2 separate regions of the Danio rerio genome follow, and region 2 is linked to region 1. A link is a contact called in public Hi-C data. All regions are on one chromosome and are shown on one strand. Each heading gives the region's core, a stretch centred on a gene start, on an enhancer-like site or on the middle of the called end of the contact. The rest is flanking DNA. Distances are from core to core; before and after follow the strand shown.

The links. A called contact is a pair of places that touch in the nucleus more often than the background predicts.
Region 2: a contact with region 1 is called in a Hi-C map of embryo, with 2.1 times the contacts expected there. The contact joins two enhancer-like sites. A contact is called at or near these places in 3 of 18 Hi-C or Micro-C datasets (embryo and gastrula embryo).

What each region holds. Positions count from the first base shown.
Region 1 is chr14:37,182,219-37,185,610 of GRCz12tu, forward strand. No RefSeq gene overlaps it. Among named protein-coding and RNA genes, the nearest start is that of atp11c, 8.4 kb to the left of the region's middle. Within about 2 kb of position 1,258, at least 14 of the 62 cell types and tissues checked have an H3K27ac peak or open chromatin away from gene starts, as enhancers often do.
Region 2 is chr14:37,301,818-37,305,335 of GRCz12tu, forward strand. The region is part of intron 3 of si:ch211-143l19.3 (a long non-coding RNA gene); the gene reads right to left. Among named protein-coding and RNA genes, the nearest start is that of sox3, 16 kb to the left of the region's middle. Within about 2 kb of position 1,689, at least 8 of the 62 cell types and tissues checked have an H3K27ac peak or open chromatin away from gene starts, as enhancers often do.

The DNA of each region.
Region 1 (3,392 bases), core at 8-2,507:
AAAATGTATATGTTTAATGCTTGTTATGGTTATGTCCTAATTAAACGAATTTTGTAAGTGTATTGCATTAGAAATAAGACAGAACTTGTCGGAGGACTGACATATTGTTGCTATTTGTTGGTTTGATTCCTTCTATTTTCCTCATTTGTAGATCGCTTTGGATAAAAGCGTCTGCTAAATGTTTCAGTGTAAATAAAATGTCCATCTTGAAGTCCCCTTGCTATAAAACCCCTGCAATATGTCATAATAACACACGATGGCGCTCTAATGCAGAAAGTGGTAGCTCAGCTCATAGTAAACCTTTAGTTACTCTCTGATTAGCAAACACTAGCCTACATCCAACACTAGTTGACTAAAACAGAAAGATAAACATTTAGATAATATAATTTAAGCGTTGTATAGATATTTAGTCTGTTTTTGTAGGTTATAAAACCCGTTTTTGGTAATTGTCCAAAAATATGCAGGCTTTATTCATCCGGTAATGACACCTGATATCCTCTAATGATAAGTAGCCTAACTAGCTAATTCAGTTTAATTGTTTTTAATTGCTTGTCGCATTTTATTACTATAAAGACTCCATTTCGGTTTTGTTTTAAAAGTTCATTAGTAATATTATGATTTTACATTTACACCTGCCATTCCATCACAATCTCAATATCACACACTGTTAATATTAAAGGTTCTTGATAAGCATCGATGGTTCCATGAAGACTATTTATCAGTGGAGAGGTTTTTTTTTTACAGAGGAAAAAGATTATTGATGTTCTTTAAATTATGACAAAACGGTTCTTTAAAGAACTTTTCACCAAACAGTTCTTGAGGAAACCACAAATTTTCATCACTGTGAAGACCCTCTTTTTGGTTCTTCCTTGCAAATTTATTAGTGACAAGTTACTCTCTGTGGACAGTACTTCTTAAAAGTTGTGACACTTCCTTGGGCATCAATTTTTAAGAGAGCTCCTTTACTTTCTCTCGCTGTACACTGGGTCTTTGTCAGCAGTTCCTGTCTCTAGATGAGGCCTGGTGAGTTTTGGGTCTGGGGCAACCATAGCTGCTTTCATTGACACCTGCAGATGGGACAAAGGGCAGAGGGTGCCAACACTGAAGACAGATTGATGCTTTGTGCACAGCAGAGGCAGTCGAAGGAGAGAGAGAGAGAGGGAGAGAGCACAACTTGCTTGCATGAGTGTGTGTGTGCGTGCACGTTGGTGGAAGGGGTGGGATTAGGGGGTTTATTGGGTGGGAAGGGGTCGGGGGGGGGAGTTACAGAGGTTGTCACTCCTGTCTGTGTGAGTCCAGGCTTTAGAGGCCTCGGAGAGATGGACAGCTTTTGTGGGTTGCATCGCTGCACAATAGTGGCACTTTAATGGGCGGTGAAGCCGGAGCAGGCTTTGGCCCGGGATTGAGGGGAGCTCGCTGGCTACAGGGCCGGGGGGCAGGGGGCTGTTTTACTGCTTCTCTTAGAAGGGACTAATTCATGGGCATTGAGTCCGTCACTCATTATTCATTGAATGCGCCCAGTGCAGGAATGCAGCGGCATCAATTAGAATGTGTTAGCAGATAGCAAGGCCAAGAAGAAAAAGCCTGCTCTCCCTTTTGCTCGCGGCACAACACAGGCCCACTATAGGAGGTGTCAGAACCACAAAGCCTTTTTGTGATTCTCTCTCCATTACATTACCAGTGCAATATGTAAGGTGGGGATTCTTTTGATTCAAATTAAGTGGAAAAAACACTAAATCCTATTTTTATTCAGCAAGGATAATGGTGTTATACTCTATAAAGGTCTTTAACTACTTATCTGTGGCTTAAAATCTCCCCGGCTCCCGTTCGCTCTCTCGCTCTCTGCATTATATTTATTCAGTGGCAGTGGGTCAAAGACAGACTGTTAAACAGAGCTGCTTGTAGCATTAACTGCCGCATCACTCTTAATTGTATATCAGTGGGTCAACGGTTTGTTGTGCTGTCCCCCTTTTTTTAAAACGAGGGTATGAATTAAAACAGACTCTTGTAAGCCATTGTCGGCGGTGTGCTTGCACTGCCACTTCAGATACTTTGGCTCTTTTGAATAACGAGACCCTCTCTAACTTCAAAACAAAAGAGCGGAAAGGCTAGCGAATACTTTGATGATGGGACGTCTGTCTGAGTGATATTATTTCTTTTTTCTGAATAAAGGGGAAGCAGAGCGTGTTGGAATGCAGCGTCATCAGTGATGGCAAAATACAATCCCTTTTGATTCACTTTTTAACTAAATCTGTTTTTTTTATTTCTATAATTAGCATTCAGAAACATACAGGCAAGTTTGGAGACGGCGGCTGCTGAATTAAAAGTGCTAGCAGGATGTTTTAATGTTCAATGTGCTCAATTGCATCATCCATTTCCTCATCATTCCCCCAAACAGAAAGATCCAGCTGGCACGTGTGCGCAAATGGATTTTGGGATCCTTTTTTTTTCCCTCATTCTCCTCAGATTTAATATGAACTAACTAGGAAGAACCTCTCATAGCAAGGTGTTTGCTTGAATATGAGCAATTATGCTTCATTTGGAGCCAAATGAGGGGAATTTGCATCCACTGAAAGGAGCGCTAGTCTTAACTGTGCAGAAAGTGCAGTAAATTGGTGCAAACTGAGCAACATGCAGACATGCATCTTCAGTATAATTGTATAATTGTGGAATGACTTTAAATGCAGCCTTCCAATTAAACTTGCTTCTTCGGTGAGGCGAAAGGCAAAGGCACTGAGTCTTGATGGAAATCTGAGAATTGCCACATTGTAAAAATTGCTTCCTTCAAGGAGGATCATTTGCACCAAAATGGGAGATTTTGCAATATGGACAGATGTCTTCACACATGCGGCGGAGTGAATTGGTGAAGCTGGCATTCGCTAAGAGGGAGGGAGAGAAATACGTTGAGAGAGAACTTCCTGCCTTTTCTGGCCTCGCATATAAAAAAAACACACCACTTCCGACCGGAAAACGAGCGGGATACTGTAAATGTAATCTGACTACATTGCTCGATTCGAAAGTTCACCTTTACGGAATATAGCTGTCATTGCTGGAAAGCTGAAAGCGCTGTCGCCGATGACAAATGAGCAAATGAGAGTGTGAGGGAATGGGAATTTGTGCAGTGCCAGTGGATAGGAGTTTACAATGGTCCGACTGCTGCTGTCTGCAGGGATCCAAACAGCCAGGCCTCTGTCTGGATTAAACCCTGCTTCAGACAAAGGGGGGCTCAAGTAAACGGTTCATGAATGCTGATTAATTGATGCCATTTTTCTGCAGTGTGCCATGGAGATTTAGTTTGGGGGTTGGGTAAAGAAGTGGGTCAACTTCAAAAAAAGCGATATCCCACTTCTTCGTTCGACTTAAATGGTCACCTGAAAAAAAAGTTTTGCTTT
Region 2 (3,518 bases), core at 439-2,938, 120 kb after region 1:
CGTGTGCTCAACTTTTGAAAACATCAGTTGCACTGGCCTAAAATGTCTGAAGTTGAGTGAACAATCGGTACTTAGAAACATTACATTATCAGATGAACAAACAATTTAATTGGAAACAAAACTAAAACAGAGACATAAAAACAGGACAGGAGGCAAAACAACAATAATGGTAAACAAGACAAGAATCAAAACGGGCAGGACAAACGGGGGGAAATGCTTTGTAATGCTTCACATGTTAAGTATGCTTTTCTGTTTTTTCAATTGAACTATGTTTGTTTGTTCTGATAATATATTATTTCTTAGCACCAATTTCCATGGGAGTTTTTGTTGTTGTTGTTGTTGTTGTTGTTGTTGTTGTTGTTGTTGTTCAACGAAAGGAAATAAGGATTATGTTTTTTTTGTTCCTTCAACTTAAGGCATTATAGTTCAGCAGACAAAAAAATGTTCAGTTGGCTCAACTTAAAAAGTTTTGTTACAGAGTAGTTCAGGATTTTTTTTTAAACTTTTTTTCAGTGTAGCATGGTTATAGCTTACAAACAATAAAATATTAAAGCTAAAATATTTTTTGTTGGCAGATTATACATCATAATTTAGTATAATAAATATGTTTTGCAGAAGTGCAATAACATACTTATACTGTCATGTACTTAATATGTGTATTAATATATATATATATATATATATATATATATATATATATATATATATATATATATATATATATATATATATATATATATATATAAAGCGCAGTGGGTAGCAAGAAGGTCGCTGGTTTAAGCCTCGACTGTGTCAGTTGGCATTTCTGTGTGAAGTTTCTGTGCATGTTCTCCGAAGTTTCTGTGCATGTTCTCCCCGTGTTTGCTTATGTTTCCTCCGGGTGCTCTGGTTTACCCCACAGTCCAAAGACATGCGCTATAGGTGAATTGAATTAGCTAAATTGGCCGTATAGTGAATGTAAAAGTTTACGGGTGTTTTCTGGTGTTGGGTTGCAGCTGGAAGGGCATCCGCTGCAAAAAACGTGCTGGATAAGTTGGCGGTTCATTCCACTGTGGCGACCCCTGATTAATAAAGGGACTAAGCCAAAAAGAAAATGAATGAATGATAAAATATATAAAAGTGATCATATGTAACTTGTATTTTATAAGATTAACAACATGGGTAAAACCTAGTGATAAATGAGTAAAACCTAGTCTTAAAACTACAACTAATCAGTATTTAAGGCCTGCACTTCGATCTTTCACATCTTGTCATCCAACAAGATTTTTAGTATATAAACTATTACCATGCATTACATTTTAGTGGATGTCTTTTTAAATAAAAAAGTATCATATGCTCAATAATAGTTTCACTCAGCAGTCCAGATGCAAGAATATAAAAGGCTGGAACACAGCACAGCTCAGAAATGTGCATATAAACACAAGCACACGTGCAAAACAAAAGCGAACTCTTCAGGGCCAAGGCATACAGCGAATATGCAGAAATATTGAACTCAACATAACCCCCCCTTCCCACCGCACACCCGGAAAGAGGGGTGCTCTCTCTGCTAATTAAGTGCTAATGGTTGTGGCCCTGCAGAGAATACTAATTAGGATTTCTATTCTCCTTTTGGGTGAGCATGTACTTCAACACAGCCTAATGAGGGGAGGCAGGTATGTGTGCGCTGTGTGCTGGGTTAATGGGGGGTCCACTCTCAGGTCTCAGGGCTGTGGGTTGAAGAGGGAGGCGTTTCCTGTGCCTTGGCCTCTTTCACTTAGAACCACACACACACACACACACACACACACACACACACACACAATGGGAAGTGAAAGGAAGAAACTCCAAGATACCTGGTATTTCAAAATATTCTCCAATTTACTTTGTGCTACGTTCCTCATTTCTTTAAAATCTGTAACTTCCAATGCCAACACACCCTCAGATTTTCTAAATTTGAATGACCTTCTGTATTCAGTGGAACATAAAAGAGGACATCATAATGTATTGAGTGTTTTATGTCTACTTATTTAAGTCTGTGGTGGCTGAAATTATATTGGACCAATACAGAAAATTAATCAGGACTTATGGCAAAAATGGCATTAAAATGAACCAAAATTTCCTTAAAGGTGCCATATAATGCATTGATTCATAGTTAATTGTCTGTAAAGCCTGCATAATAAGTTTTTGGCTTAGGTAAGTTAAAAAACAATTCTCATTTATTACTGCAGAATACACCCCTGGAATGACAAGCTCCATTTTGACCTTATTTGGAATGATTGTGAGTATTAATGAGCTCTGCAGCTTGTCTTTATCTGCTCACACACACACATACAGGGTGATGTACTCTGAAATAAATGTGTAAAATAATCACACTTCTTTTGTCAAAAGATTTTTAAAAATTAAGAAGTTGCCTTGTTAAATCTTTTCAACTGAAGTGCTGGAGAGGGTTATTTATAATCCGAAAGGAATGAGTGGGATACATAATTTTTGCTCCTGACTTGTGTCATGGATAAAATATGCAAAATTATAGTTATAGTCAACAAAATGGACTGATAGAGATGTTTTTTAGAGTAATATTTTGAAGCTTTGCTATATATGAAAACTCAGGCAGGAATAATATCAACCTGTGCATTAGAGATGGTGTTTATTGGCTTCTTTTCACTCATTTAGAGCTGAGTGAAATGACACAATGCATAAATGTGCACTGAACACTTACTCAGCAGTCTGTGTGTTTTTGGTGCCTCATTATATTAAATATATGAGACAAATTTTACAATATAAACATTCAGCTAACAAAAGACACATTTAAACACATATAAAATCATTAAATAAATGTATAATTTATATATCCCACATTTTGTGTACCATGCATAGACTGGTAAAGATATGGACATAGTATCTGTGAAGTCACCCATATGCTCTTAAAGTACGCAAATGAAACTACAAATAGGCGCAGCCAACCGTCGCAATTTTGTTCGCGCGTCATCGCACCGACTAAGAGATACCAAACAAGGGCAAAGAGATGGAGCATGAGCGGAGCCACAGACGCGTGCTAGCAGGATTTTCTTTAGGAAAAATGCTTTATACTTCATTACCTGCGACTCATTTGTGTTCTGACCACATGTGCTTGGTTGAATAACAATAAAGTGTTTAGTCTTTTAAAAACACTGTTGTAATACACTGAGTTAATAAACATTGTTTTTATGACATTTTTCTACAAGAGGAAAGCGTGTATTATTTCCAAATACTTCAAATACCAAACCAGCGAGATCTAGCTGTCAGTCCAGTGGCCACATCCTTAATTATGCAGACTTAGAATAACTTACTATAAACAAAACGGAAAAGTTATTAAACCCCCCCCTCACAGTTGTCATTAAGGGTATTAGCTATATGCACCAAAACCATCTTTTGTACCAGGCTGTAAACATGTTTTTATCAGCTGTAAAACTGGCTAATTTAGTATTGCTGTCAGTGAACATTCGGACTTCCTGGAGCTAGCCCCCAAAGGCAAGTCGATGAACTGCAGTTTCAGTTACTTC